Linked DNA regions of Mus musculus: region 1 is linked to region 2. The links are chromatin contacts, called in public HiChIP or PLAC-seq maps. All regions are on one chromosome and are shown on one strand. The core of a region is the stretch at or near the end of the contact, and the rest is flanking DNA. Distances in the headings are between cores, read along the strand shown.

Region 1 (5,822 bases), core at 1,717-4,216, 110 kb after region 2:
CTGAAATTAAAGTATTGACATCTTGTAAATTGTGATACTAGTGATAGATGAATCTGATTGGTTAATTAAGCTTTAAGAGTCTTGATTTTACCAGGTGACTAGGTATTGTGGTATGCAACCACAAGGTTGGCCATTCCATTTAGTTACTGGAATGTGGGATAGCTGAATACATGGGTTTAAGGCTGAGGAACAGCCAACATTGATCTAGATGGAAAGAAACTCAACATATTTCCACTAAAATCAGGAACGAGACATGGTTGTCCACACTCTCCATACCTATTTGATGTAGTACTTAGCTACAGCAGTAAGACAACTGAAGGACATGAAAAGATTACAAACAGGAAGAAAAGAAGTCAAGATATGAAATTATTTTATACACTGGTGGCTCTAAAAATTCCTCTGTGGAACTAGGACAACTGATAAAAATTTTAAGTAAAGTAGAATGATAAAAATTTAACAGAAAGCTGGGCATGGTGGCGCACGCCTTTAATCCCAGCACTTGGGAGGCAGAGGCAGGAGGATTTCTGAGTTCGAGGCCAGCCTGGTCTACAGAGTGAGTTCCAGGACAGCCAGGGCTACACAGAGAAACCCTGTCTCGAAAAAAAAATTTTAACAGAAAAATCAATACCTAGATACAAATGACAGGCTGAGCAAAGAAATCTGAGAAAGAGGACCAACACCTTTCAAATAGACTCAAGAATTATCTTATGGTGCAAGCAAGCCAGTGAAAGGCTTGTATAAGAAAAACTTTCAGACATTGAAGAAAGACACTGAAGAAGATATCAGAAGATGGAATAATTTCCCATGCCTCTTGGTCGGTGTGATTAATATAGTAAAGACAGTTTTCCTAGCAAAAGCAATCTTCAGAGTCAGTGCAAGCCCCTTCATTATTTCAACACAATTCTTCACGGAAATTGAGAGGAGAGCATTCAGCTCCATATGGAAACACAAAAATACCCAGGATAGATAAACTATCCTGAATAGTAAGAGAACTGCTGGGGTATCACCTTCAAGTTGTACTACAGAGCTAGAGTAATAAAAAGAGCATGGTGTTCCTTGAAACAGATACAGTCATCATTGGAGTTGAACTGAGGACCCAGAGAAGTCCTTGCACCTATAGACAAATATGTAAGAAAAATTTGACAAAGAAGTGGAAAAGACACAGTAGAGAAACGACAGCTGCTGTAGGAGATGGTGCTGGTCAAACTGGATGCCTGCATGCAGAAGAATGCAAGTAGATACTTATCACCCTGCAGAAAGAAAACTCAACTCCAAACACATCAAGGAACTCAGGACATGACAAGATACCCTGAGCCTGACAGAAGAGACAGTGGAACACAGGGTTGAACTCATTGCCACAGGAAAGAGATTCTGAACAAGACACTGAAAGCCCAAGCAATAAGACCAAGAATCAGTAAATGGGACCATGAAAATGAACATTTTTCGGGCAAGTGATAATGCTCATTTACTGCTCTTGCGAAGGTCTTGAGTTCAAATCCCAGCAATCACATGATGGATCACAACCATCTGTAATGAGATCTGACACCCTCTTCTGGTGTGTCTAAAGACAGCTATAGTGTACTTACATATAATAATAAATAGATCTTTAAAAAAAGAAAATGAAAATATTCTATACTGCAAAGGACACTACCATATGGGGAAAGTGGCAGCCTAGAGAATTGGAAAATATTTTTACAAATTATATGTATGATAGAGGGTATCTAATATATATGAAGAGCTAAAAAGGTAAAGCCAAAACATCAGGAAAATAAGAAAACAAAATAGATCTCAGCAGAGTGTTTTCAAAGGTGAAATATATCAGAGAAACAGTTTAAAATGTTCAACATTCATTTTTATTTTTATTTTATTTTATTCTTATTTTCATTTAATAGGGGGTTGTATATGTGTAATACTTGTTTTCTGTTCTGATTTATTTGGTACACAGAGATGGGAGGAGAGAGGGAGAGAGAGAGAGAAAGAGAGAGAAAGAGAGAGAGAGAGAGAGAAAGAGAGAGAAAGAGAGAGAGAGAGAGAGAGAGAGAGAGAGAGAGAGAGAGAGAGAGAGAGAGAGAGAGAGAGAGAGATATCATAAAGTTGGGTGATGAGGAATGGCGGGAGGAACTGAGGGAAAACATAATCAAAGTGTATTCTATGAAGTTTTCTTTTTAACAAAAGTTTTAAGAGATAGCACCAGGAATAGCTCTGAGTACAGATTTGGGCACCTAAAAACTCACTCAATGAATTGTAGTGACATTTATTGCAGGGTGGCAAATCCTACTTCAAGAACTACCAAGATAGATAAAGAGGGACCATCAGAACAGTGGATTAATCTTGGAGTTCCTATTCTGAACTGTCACTCAAAGCACATTCTTGATCTAGGTCGTCACCGTTACTTAACATAATGTGTAATCATCATGCAGCACACGGTTCACATTTCACAAATACTATGATTGTATTTTATACTGTAATTCACACTTTATGTTCAGTGATTGTCTTCGTTCTAACCTTATATGCACACATTAGCAAAGAGTTCTTATGACCTTTCTTAGGATAAAGCAGAAGGCAAGTAAATGTTAGAGGATTTCCCTCAGCAGATGGGGAAGTCATAGGAGGAACCCCAACTGGGACTGGACTCTCACAGGTTCAGTTAGCCTGAGGCAGACTGATGGTGTCAAGGCTGCCATCAATCAGAGTTGGTGGCTCAGTACAGCGTCCATGCAACTGCTGCAGAGCCACACTGATCAAAGCTTCTAGGCTCTGAGCTGAAGCAGTCTGTCTGCTTAACAAAGGAAACTGGAAATTTCAGAAAGACCTTCACTCTGCGCCTCTGACCAGCAACTGATGCTGCTGGTGCTCTTGGCTGCTGATTGGTTCTTCAGCACTGAAGGTGCCCAACCCAGCACCAGTGGGTGGAGTCTCTCACCCTTGCCAGTCAGCCAGGTTGGCCTGCCTCTCTAGCAACCAACCTCTCCTCTCCTCAAGCATGGTGTCTCTGTGGCTCCCCAGAGGCCTCTGTGTGGCAGCTGTGATCCTGAGTCTGATGATGCTGACCCCTCCGGTGATTTTAGTCAGGGACCCACGACGTAAGTGCACCACCTCTCATGTTCTGAGTTGCTAGGGGTTGGGAACAAAGGGGCTAGCTTCATTTTGTCTACAATTGGTTTTAAAAAAACTTCTCAGTTTTTCTTTGATCACCTCTCTTAATCATACGAATCTCATATTATTTCCATATAAAAGTGTCTTAGATGTTCTTTTGAGACCCATGAATGGAATTGACACATGGGTCATATTCCTTCCCTCCTCATGTGTCCGGTCAACACTGACATCACATTTCCTACATGAAAACGACAGGGCACTTAAATAAGGACCTGTATAGCACCTGTCTGAAATGTTAAGTTGGAAAATTTCCCTGAAGATTTCATGAGCAATTAAGGGGAGTTGGGGGGCCCTGTCCTAAAGACTGTGCTGTGCCCTTACTGGGATCTGTGGCCTGATCTCGTCTCCCTGAATCCCAGAGTTTTTGAAACCTCCATCCCCGTGCTGGGATGCTGTCAGGGGAAGTAGTCAGGGTTCTCTCTCTGCTGTTGATGGCACCCTAGAGCGGACCCTGGGACTTAATATTTGAATCTGCCTCCTAGACAAGGAATACAGATAATATACTCTTGGTACCTGAAACTTAACAGTTCTTCTGAAACAGTGCACTGTGTCTCAAGCATCAACTGCATTTCTGCCTGAGGGTGAAGGAGAGGATCCACCTGGTTTCAGATGTGAAGTTCTATTTTCATATAGAAAATATGTCAGAATCAACAGTTACATGTGGTTCAAACTGAGTACCCAGAGCCTGGGGGTTGGGGCCAGACAGCGTGAAGGCTGCTAATGTCTCCTGGGGTTAGAAGACAGTCAGGAAATAAAGTGTCTGGTGTTGTGCGACTTCCCCAAGCTTTGAAGGTTCCATTGCTCACCTTCTCGTCTCAATTATCTGTGTGGGCTTGTTGGTCCTCACTACATCTCTCTGCCCTTTCCATGCACTGTGTAAAGGTCATCCTTGTCTAATTCAAGTGCTGATATTTTGCCCTCATATCTTGTTTCAATCCAGACATGGCCATGTAATGGTCATACCAAGAACCTCCTCTCTCATGTTTGTGTAAATAATTCTTATCGTTTCTTTTATGCCTTGTCAATAAATACTGATCATGCAATGGCTGGGCAGAAGAGAGAATAGGGTGGGACATCTGCCAATCAGAGGAAGGATTTGGAGCCATGAGGAAGAGATTTGGAGAAAGACCATGGAAACACCCCTGAAGCCAAATGAGCCATATCAATAATAATATGCATGAGACATGGCATGTTGGCCAGATTAGCATAGAAGGTGAAGGCAGATCATTTAACTGCTCAGCTATTGAGGTGCAGTTGTAAATGAGTCTTAGTTTCTCTGTGAAGTTTTTGGTGATTACCATAATGTAAAGAAATACAACTGCTGGACTCATACACTGCCAATATTTATATTAACAATAGTTAACTTGCACTGATGTTTTTATTGTTTAATAACCCTTGCAAAGGCTCCCAGTAATGCATTGAACAAGTGCAGGGAGTGCGGCTAGCCTGTGTCTTACCTGATGCAGGAAGAAAATGATTTCAGCTCCACACACTCCAAAACTGACTGTGGATTTTTATTTATTGCCTTCATCATTTTGATGTATGTTCCTTCTACACCTAATTTTTTTGAGTCTTGCTTATCACAAACAGAATGAACTTTATCAAAAGCCTTCCTAGCATCAGCTGAAACGACAATGTTGCTTTAATCCTTCATTGTGGTAGGCTGTGCTTTCATACTTATTTACTTACATACATCCAACCGTCCTTGCATCTGGAAGATGACTCATGCTTGGGTGTGGCCTATGAAGATTTGGTGGGCCTTTGATTTGCTACCATTTTATTGGAAATTTTGACATGTCTGTTCATAGAGGCTATGATGCTGGTTTATCTTTGACTGGATTTTTGCCTATTTGTTTCAGGGAATAATGGCCTCCCTAGAAAGGGTTGACAAAGCACTATCCACTTCAGTTTGTAGAATTCTGTAGCTACAATTGGAGTCAATTCTTCAAATGTTTCACGAAATCGGGCAGCACCAAGACCTGAACTCTCCTTATTATCAGTCTATTTTGTTTTTCTATTTCTTTGTGGTTCAGTTACTATGAGCTGCATTTGTTCAGGGATTTATCCATCTTTTCCAGGCTTGCCAGTTGTTTGACATAGACTCCCTCAAGGCAGTGTCTTACACCCCACTATTATATGCTTAACTGATAATGCCTTTTTTTTAACCTCTAGTTTTATTTTTCTTTGCTTTCTTTTTTTATCTCTTGGTTAGCACAGCTAATGGTTTTTCAATTTTTGTAATCCCTTCAAATACAGTTCTTTGCTTCACTAATCACTTGTGCCATGTATTTCCCTTTCCCTTTTTAATTCATGAAGTGATATGTATCATTTATTGTCACAGATTTCACATCTAGGTTATTGTTGCTTTTCTAACTCCTTGATAACTTTTAGGTGTATTGTTTATTAGTTGATATTATGTTATTTTCAATTAATGCATTTATAAGTTAAAAAAGTTTCATTTACCCATAAAAAGGGAAGATGAGCAAAACAAAAATGGTACTACTTTCAGAAACAGGGCAAAACTAGCTGCAGTCATAGTTGCTAGAGTAAGAGAGACTCAGGACACAGGCAGCTGTGCAGGTGAAGGGCCATTCTGGAAAATGAAAAGCACCAGGAAGAGGCAGGAGAGAAAAATGGGGCGTGAACACAGCCAAGGTTCATGCTAC
Region 2 (5,706 bases), core at 2,089-4,588:
AAAAAAAAAAAAAAAAAAAAAAAAAAAAGGAAAAACTATTCTTCCCTCTGCTGGATCAGGTTCTTATGGCAGATGATTTTCAGATGCAGTTTCACACCTGGCTCTGTTTTATAAACCCGGTTGTTCCAGGGGCACTGCTGCTGGTTAGGGACTCTCACCTGCCATGTTGTGTGCTCAGAACCCCAGTGCCTCACACTCCCTTCTGGTCCTTCCTAAAGATGTCCCCTCCCCTTTCCTGTCCCCACCCACAACCTCAGTACTTCGCTTTGGGCCTCAGCCTGATGCCCAGGCAGCATCCTGCTGCTTTCAGTCTCTCCTGGATTAGGGAGCTAGCTCAGTGAATTCCATCTTACTGTGCAAACAAGGGGACCTGGGTTTGAATCTCCAGCACCCAGGCACTGTGAGTCTCAGGGTGTGCGGTGAACACAGGTGGATGTCATGGCAATGGTGCATGGGCAATCTAGCAGAAATGGGGCTCTAGGTTCAGACCAGGTCTTCAAAAAATAAGGTGGAGAGTGATCTAGGAAGGCATCTGATGTCAACCTTTGAACACACACACACATGCATGTACACACACATGGACACATACATGCACACACATGTACACGCACGCATGCACCCATATGCAAACCACACACATGCACAGGCACACACACAGAGCAGTATACCTGGATATGCATATGCACATGCACAGAGCAGTATACCTAGATGTTCATGTCCACCCTCATGCAAAACAGGCGCGCGCGCGCACACACACACACACACACACACACACACACACACACACACCCCACTTCTTCCATCGGTGGCTCCTTTTCATTCTTACTGTGCCCATCCAAAGCCCACCGATTCATGTCTGCTTATTCAATATGGTAACCAAATCTGCAATTGAAACCCATATTTTGGTTTTTTTTTTTTTGTTTGTTTGTTTTCTTGTTTTCCGAGACAGGGTTTCTCTGTGTAGCCCTGGCTGTCCTGGAACTCACTCTGTAGACCAGGCTGGCCTCGAACTCTGCCTTTATGCATTTAGAAAATACGTCTTTAAGTTTTTATTGTAAGAATTTGGCTAACTTACAAGGCTCTCCCAAGGATTAAAGATGAGATTGGTGGCTGGGTATCCACGGAATGGGAGGGAGGGACTTACTGCTGCTTCCTTTGGAAGCACGGTGGTCAGTGAGCCTTGGGCACGCGGGGATTTGTACCGGTTGTGAGAGTGAGCCCACATCTAGCTCCTGTGTCTGCCCTTACTAATTGTTTCTCTGTTCTCACCGCTGTCTTCCCTCCCCCTTCTCTCCACCTCTCTTTCCACCTTGCCCTTCCTTTGCCCCTCCCCCTCCCCCCTCCCGCTTCCCCGTCCTGCCCCCAGCTCCTTCTCTGCAGGCTGTAGAGGAGGCTCCTTCCTCTTCACCATGTCCAGGATCAACCTGCGGATACGAGAGCAGCTTTTCTCATCTTTGTTGCGCCAAGACCTTGGATTCTTCCAGGAGACCAAGACAGGTGAACCTGGCATCTGGGTCTTGGGTGCTCGGCCCTTTCTGGAGTCCTCAGGTCTCCTGTCTGCCTCCCTGCTGGAGCCTGGCAGTTTTCTCTTAGAGCAGGGTAGAGGTCTAGCCCAGTCTCTTTGTAAAGGCTGAGGGGATGAGTCAGCAGGGAGACCCAGAGGAAGGTTTTGGGTTCCCATCATCCTTTCTGCCCTCCCCAGGGGAGCTGAACTCGAGGCTGAGCTCTGACACCTCTCTGATGAGCCGCTGGCTCCCTTTCAATGCCAATATCCTGCTGCGGAGCCTGGTGAAGGTGGTGGGGCTCTACTTCTTCATGCTCCAGGTATCGCCCCGACTCACCTTCCTCTCCCTGCTGGACCTGCCCCTCACGATAGCAGCTGAGAAGGTGTACAACCCCCGCCATCAGGTATGTGTGCATGTCACAGTGCCCTGAGAGAAGGCAAACAGACAAGCAGACAGACAAATAAGTAGATAGGTAGGTAGGTAGATAGATGGGTGGATGGATAGGTAGGTAGTAGACAGACAGACAGACAGACAGACAAATAAGTAGATAGGTAGGTAGATAGATAAATAGGTAGGTAGGTAGATAGATAGATTGATAGACAGATAATCGGTAGACAGACAGAACACCTCTTATCAGTCCCTACAGTCCATTCTATGCTTGCACAACATTTTGCTAGTTCAGTCATTCACTGATGGACATTTGAGTTGAGGAGGTTGGAGGCCCACTGGATCTATAAACAGAAGTGGTTCAAGTGCTAGCTGTGTTGGAGAGCGAGGTGAGCCCCCGGGGTGTCTTTCTGCCTTCCAGTGAGCTTCTCAGAGTCTGTCTATGCCCTTCCCACAAATGACTGTGAATCAGAGTGAAGGACATCTTAGGAGGTTTACACTCATTTATTTGTTTTTATTTTATGTGTGTGGTGTTTTGCTTGCATGCCTATCATTTGTGTGCATTGCCTGAGGAGGCCAGAAGAGGGCGCCAGATACCCTGGGACTGGAGTTACAGATAGTTGTGAGCCACCACGTGGGTGCTGGGGATGGAACCCAGGACCCCTGGAAGAGCAGCCAGTGCTCTTACCCACGGAGGCATCTCTCCAGCCCTGGGAAGTTTTCCCTTTCCCCTCAGCATACACAACTGGATGTGTGTGTGTGTGTGTGTGTGTGTGTGTGTGTGTATGTGTAGTAAACCACACAGATGTGAAACTCACTGCATTGCTCACTTTTGGGTCATAGTTCTGAGCACAGCCTTCTGATTTGTCCATGTTTCCCCCCAAACTTATTGTCATTTTATTTTATTTTTTAAATTGGAATAAAAGCCACCATCCCCTGCAACACGATGTGGTGCAGTGGCTCATTGTGGCTTCGATGTGCATTTTTCTAACCATTAACGATGTTTTCATGTGCTTATGGGACATTTGCCACATTCTTTATATTTTTAAAACTGTATTTTAAAAAATGTATTTCACGTATATCCCAGATGTTACTTGACATGCTGGTGACACATGGGTAGGCTGGTGACACATGGGTAGACATGTGGACAGGGTCCTATGCTGGTGACACATGGGTAGACATGTGGACAGGGTCCTATGCTGGTGACACATGGGCTCTGATGGAACTCACCAAGACAGGAAAAGGCTTCAGGAGAGGGCTGATTAGCGACACCGAGTATGGCTGCAGCAGAGATGCAGAGAAGCTGAGCACAGGGGCTGCCGTTGCAGGGATGTTTCTGCATGCAGTCAGGCTGTGTTTAGTGTCAAAGTGTCCCAGAGCACTTAGTCATGCTGTACTCAGTGTCACTGTGTCCCAGAGTAGTCAGTTTGTGGTTATCTTGGCCTTGAGGCACTGGCAGACTCACCACAAGTCAGAAACGGCTCAACCCAGAACATGGGTCTTAAGGTGGCACCCAGACTTGGCAGCTGGGACTTGTGGTTAACTCTGAGGAGATAACGGTCATGCTCAGAGGCAAAGGATCTGCTAAGCCCAGCCTTCCTGAGGCAAAACAGTCTTGTGTGAAGTTGGGGTGACTCAGGCCAGCTGTCACCCCAGAACAGCAGCTGCTTACCATGACCTTGATGGCTTTCTCATTGTGGACAGGGTCCTGTGCATCTGTCTTTGTTGCCTGCACTTTTGGTGTCAAATCCAAGAATTCATTGTCAAATCTTAGCTAATTGGGGCTGAAGAGCTGGCTCAGTGGCTGAGAGCCCATACTGCACTTGCAGAGGGCTGGGATTTGACCCCCAGCTCCTGTATGCCAGCTATTCAGCTGTCTTTTCGGGACTCACCTGCACTCATGTACACACACACACACACACACACACACACATACACATACACACACTAAATCTTTATAAAAAGAGTTTTTACAGTTTTAATTTTTACATTTATGTCTTTGATGCATTTTGAATTACCTCTCCATCTTTTTAAAACATAAGGATTTATTTTATTTGCACATTTCTGTGTGTGTGTGTGTGTGTCCGTGTCCGCAGAGGCCAGACGACAGCCCCTGATTCTCTGGAGCTGCAGTCACAGGTGTTTGTGTGGCATGGTTTGTGTGCTGGGGATTATACCCTGGTCATCTGGAAGAGACACAAGCTCTCTGAACAGCTGAGCCACTTTGACAGCCACATCTCCACCTTTCTGAATTACTGTCTCTCTCCTCATTTGACATCACATGCAAGAATTCACTTCAAATGAAAGCTAAACAGAATAGCACCACAGTGCTTAACAGGGAGAGCTCAGCAATTCACATATGTTTTCTACTTCCTGTGCTCTGTGAGTGTGCGTGATACACTGGGACAAGCACTTTACCCATGGAGCCATCTCCCCAGCATCTCATCTCCCCTCCCCTCCCCTCCCCTCCCCCTCCGAAAATATTCCTTCTGGAAAGAAAGGCACGGGGCAGTGATGAATTGCTGGAGGGAAGCCCCTGCCTGTTGTGTTCTGCCTTATTCACCGGTTTTATCCGCTGCCCTGTTTTCAGGCGGTGCTAAAGGAGATCCAGGATGCAGTGGCCAAGGCGGGGCAGGTGGTGCGCGAGGCGGTAGGAGGGCTGCAGACTGTGCGAAGCTTTGGGGCCGAGGAGCAGGAAGTCAGCCACTACAAGGAGGCCCTGGAGCGATGTAGACAGCTGTGGTGGCGCCGAGACCTGGAAAAAGACGTGTATCTAGTCATACGGAGGGTGAGGTGACCTGTGCAGGGTGCTGGGTGCAGGGTGCAGGGTGCAGGGTGCAGGGAGAGGGCCAGTGGAGGGAGCGGGAGGGATGAGGAGCCAGACCTCAGGAGGCTTAGGGGACCAGTGCTGCGCAGGGACTGGGGACTCGCTCACCTCTCTCCTGTCCAGGTGATGGCCTTGGGCATGCAGGTGCTGATTCTGAACTGCGGCGTGCAGCAGATTCTGGCTGGAGAGGTCACCCGGGGTGGCCTGCTCTCCTTCCTGCTGTACCAGGAGGAAGTGGGACAATATGTCCGGGTGAGTGAGGTGCACTCATGAGATGCTCTGTGTTTCCATCTGGGCTTCTGGGCCATGAGTTAATTTTCTCATGGATAATTTTAAACATGCTTTAAAAAAGCCATTATTGTGATAAGTCTTCAGGTAACTTTTATCAGCTTTGACAATGATCATAACCCTAAATTAACCCAAACCCCAACCCTAACTCCACCATAACCAACTCTAACCCTAGCCTGACTCCACCCTAAATTAATACTAACTCTAACCTCATCTAAACAACTTCAATTCTAAATAGCCATAATGATATCTTACCCCCACCCTGGCTAATCTTATCCCTAACTGCAATCTAAACAGAACCCTACCCCACACCTTAATCTAACCTTAATTCTAACCTACCCCAATAACCTGCAGTGTTCGATCTGCCTTTATTTTAAAACAAATTCAAGATATCAAATCTCATCTGTAGGGATTTCAGTGTGCACCCCTAGAACATAGATATCTTAAGTATGCAGTCTGAGTGCCATTGTCATACCTAAAAATAACGATTCCTTCCGTTCATCCCGTACACTCAGTGCGCAGAGCTCCACAGGTATACACGCTGTGATTGGCTGACGCCCTTCCAATCTCTGTGTCTACTGGTTTAAAATTCCCACCTTGCTATTGGCTGAAGGAATGGGTCTTTTTGTCCTGTGCTGTTCCCTGTGGCCTGGGTTCTGTGTCTTCTGATTTGCAGTATTATTCTGCAGCAGCATTCCA

The links. HiChIP or PLAC-seq counts read pairs in DNA pulled down with a chosen protein or histone mark.
Region 1: a contact with region 2 is called in an H3K4me3 HiChIP or PLAC-seq map of the SCID.adh cell line, with 10 read pairs. The contact joins the promoter of H2-Eb2 here to the enhancer-like site in region 2. A contact is called at or near these places in 4 of 39 promoter capture datasets (the HPC-7 cell line, cranial neural crest, embryonic stem cells and 1 more), 2 of 484 Hi-C or Micro-C datasets (the HL-1 cell line and embryonic stem cells), 6 of 115 datasets of contacts at active chromatin or transcription factors (the SCID.adh cell line, T-cell acute lymphoblastic leukemia, bone marrow-derived macrophages and 3 more) and 2 of 9 other capture datasets (adipose tissue and liver).

The regions. Positions count from the first base shown.
Region 1 is chr17:34,322,709-34,328,530 of GRCm38.p6, forward strand. It overlaps H2-Eb2 (histocompatibility 2, class II antigen E beta2), which reads left to right and starts at 2,967. Exons shown (of 5, transcript NM_001033978.3): 1 at 2,967-3,083. The coding sequence starts at 2,984.
Region 2 is chr17:34,207,388-34,213,093 of GRCm38.p6, forward strand. Tap2 (transporter 2, ATP-binding cassette, sub-family B (MDR/TAP)) reads left to right here. Exons shown (of 12, transcript NM_011530.3): 4 at 1,367-1,497; 5 at 1,703-1,908; 6 at 4,483-4,680; 7 at 4,843-4,971. Among named protein-coding and RNA genes, the nearest start is that of Tap2, 5.8 kb to the left of the region's middle. Within about 2 kb of position 3,339, at least 103 of the 459 cell types and tissues checked have an H3K27ac peak or open chromatin away from gene starts, as enhancers often do. A contact at or near this core is called in the HPC-7 cell line, the SCID.adh cell line, T-cell acute lymphoblastic leukemia and 1 more, where this site is marked.